Regions from separate parts of the Mus musculus genome. Here regions 1 and 2 are each linked to region 3. A link is a contact called in public promoter capture Hi-C data. All regions are on one chromosome and are shown on one strand. Each heading gives the region's core, a stretch centred on a gene start, on an enhancer-like site or on the middle of the called end of the contact. The rest is flanking DNA. Distances are from core to core; before and after follow the strand shown. Region 1 holds the start of Sema3g (sema domain, immunoglobulin domain (Ig), short basic domain, secreted, (semaphorin) 3G). Region 2 holds the start of Stab1 (stabilin 1). Region 3 holds the start of Stimate (STIM activating enhancer).

The links. Promoter capture Hi-C pulls out the DNA fragments that hold promoters and counts their contacts.
Region 1: a promoter capture Hi-C map of cranial neural crest shows a contact between it and region 3. The contact joins the promoter of Sema3g here to the promoter of Stimate in region 3. A contact is called at or near these places in 2 of 39 promoter capture datasets (cranial neural crest and liver).
Region 2: a contact with region 3 is called in a promoter capture Hi-C map of liver, with 1.6 times the contacts expected there. The contact joins the promoter of Stab1 here to the promoter of Stimate in region 3. A contact is called at or near these places in 4 of 39 promoter capture datasets (cranial neural crest, liver and second pharyngeal arch cranial neural crest) and 2 of 9 other capture datasets (adipose tissue and pancreatic islet).

What each region holds. Positions count from the first base shown.
Region 1 is chr14:31,216,399-31,219,709 of GRCm38.p6, reverse strand. Sema3g (sema domain, immunoglobulin domain (Ig), short basic domain, secreted, (semaphorin) 3G) reads right to left here and starts at 1,837. Exons shown (of 16, transcript NM_001025379.1): 1 at 1,685-1,837. The coding sequence starts at 1,799.
Region 2 is chr14:31,166,553-31,170,010 of GRCm38.p6, reverse strand. Stab1 (stabilin 1) reads left to right here and starts at 1,370. Exons shown (of 69, transcript NM_138672.2): 1 at 1,370-1,599. The coding sequence starts at 1,519.
Region 3 is chr14:30,824,334-30,827,517 of GRCm38.p6, reverse strand. Stimate (STIM activating enhancer) reads right to left here and starts at 1,924. Exons shown (of 8, transcript NM_028839.4): 1 at 1,628-1,924. The coding sequence starts at 1,787.

The DNA.
Region 1 (3,311 bases), core at 588-3,087, 390 kb before region 3:
TCTTTGCTAAGTAACCAGGGAAGAAAGCCCCACTGACAGCAATTACATCAAAGAGCCTGGACAAGAGCTGGGAGAGCCAGGAAGAAGGTGGAAGAGTGTGAACACGCAAAAGACTGGAGCCAATGGGGAGAGGGGAGGCCAGGGGAACATTCCTCAGCGGGGGGCACACCAAGACACAGGGCAGACCAGGCATGGCCTGACAGAACTCCAGCCTCAGAGCTGTGGACAAATGACATTCTCCCTTGTACACACTGCCCTATCAGCTGACCCCAAAGATGGAAGGATCAGAGCCCCAAGAGTTTTGATATAGTTCCTTGCTTCTGCTTGGGGAGGTGGAAGCAAGGCCCCAGCAAAGGACTGGCAGAGTTGTCCAGAAGGGGCTGCCTGCCCCACTTGGGAAGGCCCAGAGTAACCTTTGTCCAGAACTCCTCAGGCACCACACTCCATCCTCAAACTCACTGGTGGCCTCTTCAGGATACCCTGCTTGATTAATATAGACTCTGAGACTTCCCTCTCAGAGTAGCCTGATTGTCCCTCAAAGCCACAGCTCCCCGAACAAAGAGCCCTTTACCCACATGGTCTCCACAGCAAGCTTGTGCCATCCCCCTTCTGACTGCTGTTCCCCAGAGAAGATGATTCCTCTCCCCCAGGAAAAATCTGCGGGGCTTCTGAGATGGCTCAGTGGGTAAAGGTACTTGCCAAACCTGACAACCTGAGTTTGACCCCCAGAGCCTCACATGGTAGAGAGAACCAGTTCCTGCAAGTTGTCTTCTGACCTATACACATGTACAGCATGCACTGTGGCACATGTGCACCTAGACAAAACACTCTCACATCCCTCACTCAGATACATAGATACATAGATAGATAGATAGATAGATAGATAGATACATACATACATACATACATACATACATACATACATAGACACACAGATACATAGCTGCCATACATTTTTGTTGAAGAAGAATCTATAATTAAATCCTAGTTTTATTTGTCTCAGACCATCAAAAAAGGCAGAACCACACAGCTAGGCTAGAGCGGAGAACCACTTCTACACACACACACACACACACACACACAGAGAGAGAGAGAGAGAGAGAGAGAGAGAGAGAGAGAGAGAGAGAGAGAGACAGAGACAGAGAGAGAGACAGAGAGAGAGACAGAGAGAAACAGAGACAGAGAGACAGAGACAGAGACAGAGACACCGAGAGAAGATGGCAGAGGAAAGCTGAGACTCTCCTGGACTATAGATGGAGAGAGGATGGTCAAGTGAGCGTGGATGATGATAAGTCAGGACAGGCTACAAGAGGTGGGAGAGGCTCCTCCTTTCCTTGTGGCTCAGGACCAGAAGGACAGACTTCTACCCACTCCCTTGATGTCTGCCCAGACCCTCTTTATACCCTCCCTCTGCTCTGTACCTCCGTCCCCCTTCCTTGTTTCCATCTCCCACCCTTCCTTTGTAGCAGTCTCCTCAGTTTCCCCCTTGTATTAGTCTTCCACTTTGGCCATGGCTCTCAGGATGTGTCTACCTTTCCTGCCCACAGTCATCCCTAGCATCATTCAGGGTCTGACCAGGAAACCTTACCCATGCTGCTGCTGGCTGATTAAAGGATGTCCTAGAGCCACGGACATTCACAGACATTCACAGCATGCACACAAACAGGACAGCACTGGCCAGTACCTCTGTAGGAGAGCCGCAGACGAGGCACACTGGGGCTGGGACCAGGGCTGGGGATGCCCACATGGAACAGAAGGCTCCCCAGGAGGCAGCAGATGGCCCACGCAGATGGGTCCATGCTGGGAAAAAAAAATGAGCTGCCCTCTGATCCTGCTGCTGGATGTAGTTTGCTCTGCTGCCACCAGGCCAGCCACTTATAAGGCAGTGGCTCCACCCAGTGCTGGGCGGGAAGGCGGGAGAGGAAGAGCGAAGTGCTCCAAGCCTGCCATCTACCTGCAGTTTCTCCGGCCACCTCAGCCGGCCGGCCCGCTCAATGCCCGTGCAGCTAACTGGCCTGCTCCCCCTTGGGAGACTCTGACCCAGCTGAGGTGTGGACAGTTTGAATGACAGACACTCACAAATGCAAGTGCCTAGGCTCCAACAAAGCAGCAAGGGGAAGGGATAACCTGAGAGAGAGGTCAGGAATCAGGTGGGGGTCTGGCTTTACTCCCTGCCTCTCCAGAGAGGCATCACTAGTCCTGAGCCAGCCAGGTATCCTTGACCTGACTGCCAAGCTCTCCCCTGTGCCTAAGCTGCTGTGTGGGTAGAGGATTCACTTCAACTTCATGCTGGTAGGGCTTAAGGTCCAGCCATACATCATAGGTCTGGCACTGGTAAGAAACGGAGGCAATGGTTCTCAGCCTGTGGGTCACGGCCCCTTTGAGGGTCAAATGGGCTTTTCACAGGAGTCGCCTAAGATCATCTGAAACCACGGAGATGTACATTACAATTCATAACGCTAACAAAATGGCAGTTATGAGGTAGCAATGAAAATAATTTTATGGTTGGAGAATCATCACAACATGAGGAACTGTACTAAAGGGTTGCAGCGTTAGGAAGGTTGAGAACCACTGACCTAAGGCTCCCACCCAGACCTCCCCAGGCTCCACAGCCCCTCTCTGAATCCACAGGGCTCTATCTCAGTTCAGCAGGCTTGCTCTGAGGTAAGGGGTAAGTTTTATTCCATGCTTTTATTCCATGCTTAGGAGAACTTCTATTGTCTTGCTTCCTCCAGGCCCCAGTGCTTTGGAGGCCCAGGGGCCAGAGCACAATAGGTCCGTGGTGAGTTCCTCCCAAGCCCATGGGCTCTACAGGGATCACAGTTCTGCCCTAAACTCTGGTGTGGAGTGCATTAAAAGGAGCCAAGGGGAAGATGCACCAAGGCCCTGAATCTGGGTAAGTGGGACACCCCCCCCACACACACACACACTTTCAGAGCAGTTTCTGGACCTGCTGACCCCACCTCTCACCTCACCCTGCCCTGAACTCTCCTTTCAGCTCCCAGGGTTCTAGAAACACCCATAGGGTAGGCCTCCCAGATGGAATGGCCTGAGACCTCAGAAGGGGGGAAGCAGGATGCTCCCCACCAACCTTTCAGAGAGAGTCATGGCTCAGACCACAGACGGCTGAGAACAGGTTCAGCTCCGCCCTGGAACCCTCCTCTGCTTCTGGGCCTCCTGGAGGGCTAGTGTTCTGGGACCTTACCTCCCCTCCCTATCTCTTCTCTAGAAAGAAAACAGATTATTCCTTGGCTCAGCTCAAGAAGGACCTATGGCTCGTAACTTCACCTCCCTGTGCCCCTGGACCCTAG
Region 2 (3,458 bases), core at 121-2,620, 340 kb before region 3:
GGCCAAGAAGCAAAGTAGAAGGCTGGGCATGGTGGCATACGCCTTTAATCCCAGCACTTAGGAGGCAGAGGCAGGCGAATTTCTGAGTTCAAGGCCAGCCTGGTCTACACAGAGAAACCCTGTCTCGAAAAAACAAAAAGAAGCAAAGTAGAAAGGGAAAATGTACGGACACGTGGGAAGGAAAGAGTCCAGCAAAGGGGCAGAGGCCCTCCCTAAAGCTGTAGCCTGACTGAGAGTTTCTTCCCCAATAGGGCAGCCTTGTCCAGCCTCGGTGGGAAAAGATGCACCTTATCTTGCAGAGACTTGATGTCCCAGGAGGGCCCCATGCTCTCAGAGGAAAAGGGGAAGTGGGACGGGGAGGGATTCTGTGAGGGGGACCAGGCAGCATTTGAGATGTAAATAAATAGATATGGGCGGTGGTGATGCACATCTTTAATCACAGCACTTAGAAGGCAGAGGCAGGTGGATTTCTTGAGTTCAAGGCCAACCTGGTCTACAGAGTGAGTTCCAGGACAGCCAGGGCTACACAGAGAAACCCTGTCTCGAAAAAACAACAACAAACAAAACAACAACACTAACAACAGCAACAAGCCCAGCAACAAAACCCTTAAGTCTTATTAAATGGTGACTGAGAGATCTGCACACATGTTCTTGGGTGTGGTTTTTTTTTTTTTAAACACTATTTTTAATGAAACCTCAGTTTTATTTCATACCCGCCAGTTCTGAATTCTTTCCTGCTTTGAATCCATGAATCCTGGGTTTGCCTGAGTGGAGGTCCCTAAAAGATTAAAGGAACCCCCCAGACTGTGCTCGGTGGCTCTACCCAGTCACTACAGACTTCAGGGCCAAGTGAGGGACGTCACAGACACCCACCCACCCACCACAAGCATAGAGGACTGAAGTGCAATGGAACCTGGGCTGTGGCTGCAGAGTTAGGGGTGGGCTCAGGAAGGCCATGAGGCTGGTAGGGGAGACCAGTCTGAGGGGCTAGCATGGTGTTTCCACCTCTACTGGTGTCTGACGGAAAGACTGAGGCAGCTCACCTGGGGGCCAGCCAGCCCAGGGGCTGTCCAACAACCTCCTAGGCACCAGAACCCCGAAGCTTCTGAATGAAAAAGCCAGCTTGACAGATGCAGGGAAAATTATTTATTGGTGCTTAAATTTGCTTTAGAATCTCCCCTAGACCCCAGGCAGGTGGCTAATGGTGGGTCTGGACCTCTAGACTATGGTGCCAGGGAGCAGCGTCCTGGGCCAGGAAGCCCTGAACAGGGCCCAGGTCGTCCATGTGGGGGTCACTGGCCAGCGTCTTCCCTTCCGCCTGCAGGCTGCTGATACGCAGGAGGAAATCCTGGTGGGTTCCTGTGGGGGTGAGCTGACGGATAGCTTTTAAAGCGGCTGCTCACCCACCCTGTCCTGCCTCCTTCCTCATGCCTGCCTCTTGGAGTTCACTCGCTGCCTGCCGCTGCTGCAATCACTGTCCCCACACTACTTTTGTCTCAGACAGCAGACCTGCCTGCTATGGCAGAGCCCCGAACCCTCCTTCTGCTCTGTGTCCTGGTCCTCTGCCTGTCAGACTCCAGCTTCATCCGAGGGCAGACGGTGAGTGGGAGCCAGGGTCAGGGAACAGGGAGGGACCATGATAGTTTGTGTATGGATGTGTTGGGGTGGGGGTATCAAAGCAGCTGGTACCTGTCTGAGCTCCCTGGGGGCCCAGGGACCCAGACTATTGTTCCACCTCCCCAGGCTGAAGTCTACGGCTGTTCTACCTGAAGCTTAAAGGCTTCAGCAATTTTTCCCCTCTAACTCTGTCGGGCTAGCTGGTCATGTACTCTGGGCAGTCATCCTGGGTTGCCTAGCTTATGAGTGAACAGGGACAGAGCCAGCCCCATCCTCCTGGCCTTCTTTCCCAGACTGAGACCATAGTCTATGCGGCCCTCACCTGGGGCTTTTAAATGTGATCGTTACCTATCCTCCGGGAACTATAAACCAAGGGGCTCAATCAGAACTTGGCCACCAATATGCCCGTGGCCAGCCCCAAGCCTGTGTGGAACAGACGAGATCCATTGGACAGACAGCAACCAACAACAATGTTCTTAAGTCTCAGAGAGGCCCCTGAACGTGGCCCCTTCAGTCTTTATAGTCTTTAGCAAGCTTGTTTGTTTCTCCTGTTCGAAATCCCAGGCCCGAGGAGGAGAGCCGCAAGCTGTTCCCTCTGGAGCCATAGTTGGGACCACAGCCTGCGATTCTTACTCAGGACTGCCATTCCCCACCCAGTGTGCTGAGAACACAGGGCCTCGTGAGTGGTTGTAGCATGGCTCCGGAGGCCAAGAGGGCCTGTCCCTAGGTCTCCCCAGCTCAGAATTGCTGCGTGAGCTTTGGGGAGAGCTTCCCACAAGTGTGGAGACTGAGTTTTGGATCTGTATCTGGGCAAAGGAGCTTCCCTCGTGAAACCGAGTTCACCTTCATCTTAGGCAGCTTCCGAGGCTCCCGTGGCAGAGAGAGGGGATCCACCACCAGGCAGCCATGGGGGCTTGGTCCCGTGGGAAGGGGATTTCATGGCCAGGCCAGGGCTGGGTGGAGCAGGTGGGACATCAGGATAAACATGATGGAAAACCACAAGATCCAGGTTGTGCCAAGCTGGAAAAGCACCTTGCCACCCGTGTCCTGGGCAATGGGGACAGAGGTCAGTGAGAAATCTCAGCTCCGAGACCTGCTGTAGTTCCAGACAGTTCTAAGTCTGTCATTCTGAGACTGAAGCCCAGCCAGCCTGGGCCAGGGACGAGGTCCTGAGGTCCTTGTGGGTAGGGATGTAGCCATGCTGTCCTTACTTTCCCCTCACAGTCCCTCATCCTGTATGACCTGGGACACAAGCTGCAGCTGCTAGGAACGTAGCCTCAGAGGGAAGAGAGGACCCCTGAGTCGACAGCCAGCACAGGTGGCATTAGGACTTGGCATAGCAGGCTCCGGCAGCAGATGCAAGGAGATCTGCCTGTGGGAGGGTCTTAGCATGTGTCCGTCCATCTGCCCGGGGACGACTTTGTGTCGAGGACAAGCCTGGGGATCCACAGCCACAGCACAAAAACAGGGGCATTGGCTAGCACCCAGCTTTGTCCCCACCTCCCCACCCCCTGCTCTGATCCAGAGGAGAGGAGAGAGAGGCAGCTCACGGGGCCCTTCGGCTCTTTGGGGATTTAGATTCTAGGTGGTCAACCCAGAGACTCCCCAGGAACTTGCTTCCAGCTCGGGGGAGTTTTCTTCACCTTGCTACTGAGCTGCATGGTTCATGTCTCCACAGTTTTCCCAGCTCCCACACACAGAGAAAGCAGACGAGGCAAACTCAGCTTCGTGCTGAGCACCCTGCCAGGTCGTAAGGTGCTCCCAGGAAGCAGACCTCTGAGTCAGCTGAGGCCTCTCCAGCCTCATCCCACCCAGCTGCATCCCCAGCGGGAACGTGAGCT
Region 3 (3,184 bases), core at 675-3,174:
TGTCCTGACATAATGGCATGTCCCTCTCTGAATCACAAGTGAGCCTGGGAGTCACACAAATCAAATCCATGAGAACAGTCAGCTCCACACTACAAAATCCCAGGTTTTGCATAATAAAAATGAAGCCTATAGTTTCTTGAAAAAAGACAGTGGCTGGAGGAGAGAAGAGTGGGAAGGAGCAGAAGCCCATTCATAGTATCCTGAAAACACAGGCACAAAAGAATCTGCACCTGTCAGCAACCGATTCTGGTTAAGTTGTCACAAACTATCATTTTGAGAACAACTACACATTAGTTTCAGCAGAGAAAATGGCAAAGAAGCAGTGGCAAGTTGGGCACTTCTTGTTCAAAACCAAGCAGCCATAAAGAAATAGTGGTCAGAATCAGGGGCTATCCAGGGTCGCTTGAAGCCTGGGCGAGTTTGCCCAAAGAAACCTCTTGTTATAAATAAGCAAGGATAACCCTACTGCATCTGCATTCAGAGCTGCAGCAGGACACCCCCACCCCCAGTGAAGACTACATCCTGCTGGAACTCCCCATTCTGCCCACAGAGCACAGTTGTGAAAACATGTCAGTTTTGGAATTAATGCCTCTATATAATAGCTTAGTTATAACTCCTCTCTAACACATCACAGGGACACTCTCAGGTCTACGTGCCAAGAGAACTCCATCCTTTAGTGTCTGTGTGTGTGTATGTGCCCATCAGAGAAACAGCACAACCTCCCAACCCAAGGGCAAATATGACCCTTCCTCCAACCCCCATTGGGCAACAAGGGCCATCTGTGACTTCCTTCTTTACTATAAAACTCCCCAAGAAGTGCCTCTGAGACTTTCCCGGAGCCTCTAGCCTCCTCCATCAAGTCAACCAGGAGGGTTGTCAGAGTTTCACGAAAAAAGAGGAAATTTAAAAATGTAAATAACAAACGTGGTTTGGAAGAACAGCAAGCGGAAACTTCAGATACAACTTAATTGGGAAAGCTCAGGACAGAGCTGAACAGGTGAAAAGGGAGGCTGGGATGTGGGTACCGCGGCAGTCAGAGAGGATCTTCCCTGAACAATAGAGGGAGTAGGGCTGGGGGTCGCGCAGCAATGTGGGAGCACCGACTGCACTGCCCTAACACTACAGGTGGGTGTGGGTGAGTCTCCCCACACCCAACAGAGAGGGCAAACACTGGGAGTGAAGGTTCAGAGAGGAGCCCAGCATTAGGCTAGCAGACACTTAAGGGTGTGGGGGTCTAAGAGCCAAGGGGAGGAAGGCTACGAGGAGCCCCTGAGAAGAAGCTATGGGGGGGGGGGGGTAATCTCGGTCCATACCGAAAAGTGAGGTAACCTTAATTTGCGACGGCAAAGTGGGAGGGGACCAGATTTAGGCTGACATCAGACAAGAGACAGGTCTAAGGTGGAGGTGGTGAGGGGCAGGGTCACTCCTGGCCAAAAGCTCTCAGCCCAGGGTCCCGGACTCCCTTCTAGTCTCGAATAACCAGCACCGTCTCGCGGGAGAGGGAGGCACCGCAGCCCAAGGGCCCGGTGCCCAGGCCGGAACTCTAAGGGCAGGAGGGTCCCCGGGGTGGGGCTGGGACTGCGGCGGTCGACGTGGGGACGGGGAGGGGCTGGGGTCCCGGACTCACGCATCAATGTGCTGAAGGCCACGACGCCGAGCAGCCCCTGCAGGAAGATGCCGAAACTGTGCATGAGCGCGCCGCTCTCACAGCGGCCCGCCCCGGACGCGACCGTGGAGGCCGGCCCGCTCGGCAATCCGCGGCTCACGTTCCCTCCCGGGCCTTGCATGGCGGCCTGACGGGAGGGCGCGAGGGGCCGCCGGCCTCGCTGCAGCCCGGGTCGCGCTGCCCAGCCGCGACCCCGGACCTGGAGCTGGGTGCCGGTATCTCAGCCCGCGGCCGCCTCCGCGCCGCGCGTAACCCGACGTCCGAGATCGTAGAGCTTGATTGGTTGAGCCAGGCGTGAGGCGGGCTTCGATTCCCTCCGGGGCGGGGCTCTAGCCAGGGCTAGGGGCGGGGCTGGAGGAGAATCTCTGCAGGTAGGTAGAGCAGGTGAGCCAGACTGTGTAAAAGGAATCCCCAGAGCCCTGTGTTCTAGGTCATGAGAGCAGTGTCAGGGACAGTGATGGAGTCTGTTGCTAAATCCCTTTCCCCTCCAAGGCAAATCTATAAATGCCCTGGACAATTTCCTAAGAATACTCCTACATTCTGCCCTCAGATTCGGTTCACTACTTCGGAAGTGGAGTCCAGAACCTGAGGCAACATTATGCTAAGGCACGGTATTGAGTACAATAGTCTCAGCCGTCTGAGGTCTTCTTCCCACGCCAGGGATTGAGTGTTCTACTTTCATGGTCAAAAGCCAGAGGATTCAACTCACTATTCAAAGCTCCAGGGTGAATCCCTGTTCCCAAACATAATTTGTGGGGGTTTTGTTTTGAAACAGGCACTTTCTTAACCCTGCCTGTCCTCAAACTTAAAACAAGGACCTAGAAACAATGATGGCCTTGAACTCCTGATCTTCACACTCACGCACTCTAAGTGAATTATAGGTAGGTCTGTGACACCAGTCTGTCTGGTTTTGCTACTTTGCTTGAGATTGGTCTTGTTGAATTGTCCAGGCTAATCTGAACCTTTGGACAAAAAAAATGATCTTTCCACCTCAGCCTCCGAGGTAGCTAGGACTGCAGTTAAGTGCCACTACACTTGTCCCCCACCCCCACTTTAAATGGTTACTTCAATCCAGCCACTTTTCGCTTTATAAAAAGGGTGAGTTTAAGTGCAAAGTCAACATGCACAAGTCCTTGCTCTGTTCACTTCTGAGATACAACTACAAATAGAACGGATTTTGTTTTGAGACAGCATCTGGAACTCATTATGTAGCCCAGAATCTGCCCGACTTTCTCTAAAGGCATATGCCACCACACCCAGTCTGGTTTCTTTTCTTTCTTTTTTTTTTTTTTTTTACCTCCAAACCACCGGTGTGCACAGACTCCAATTTAAGTTTGTCTTACTACCCAGACCCCTAGACATCTCTGCTGTCTCTCTAGACACCTCTTGCTGGTGCCCTAGAGCTCTGACTTGTCTGCTGCATGTCAATGGGCATGTGCATGGTACAGGTCTAACCTACATCAAGGTATCTTTTTGGAACAATAAATACTAACTTTAAAGACATTTCCTCAAGAAGTT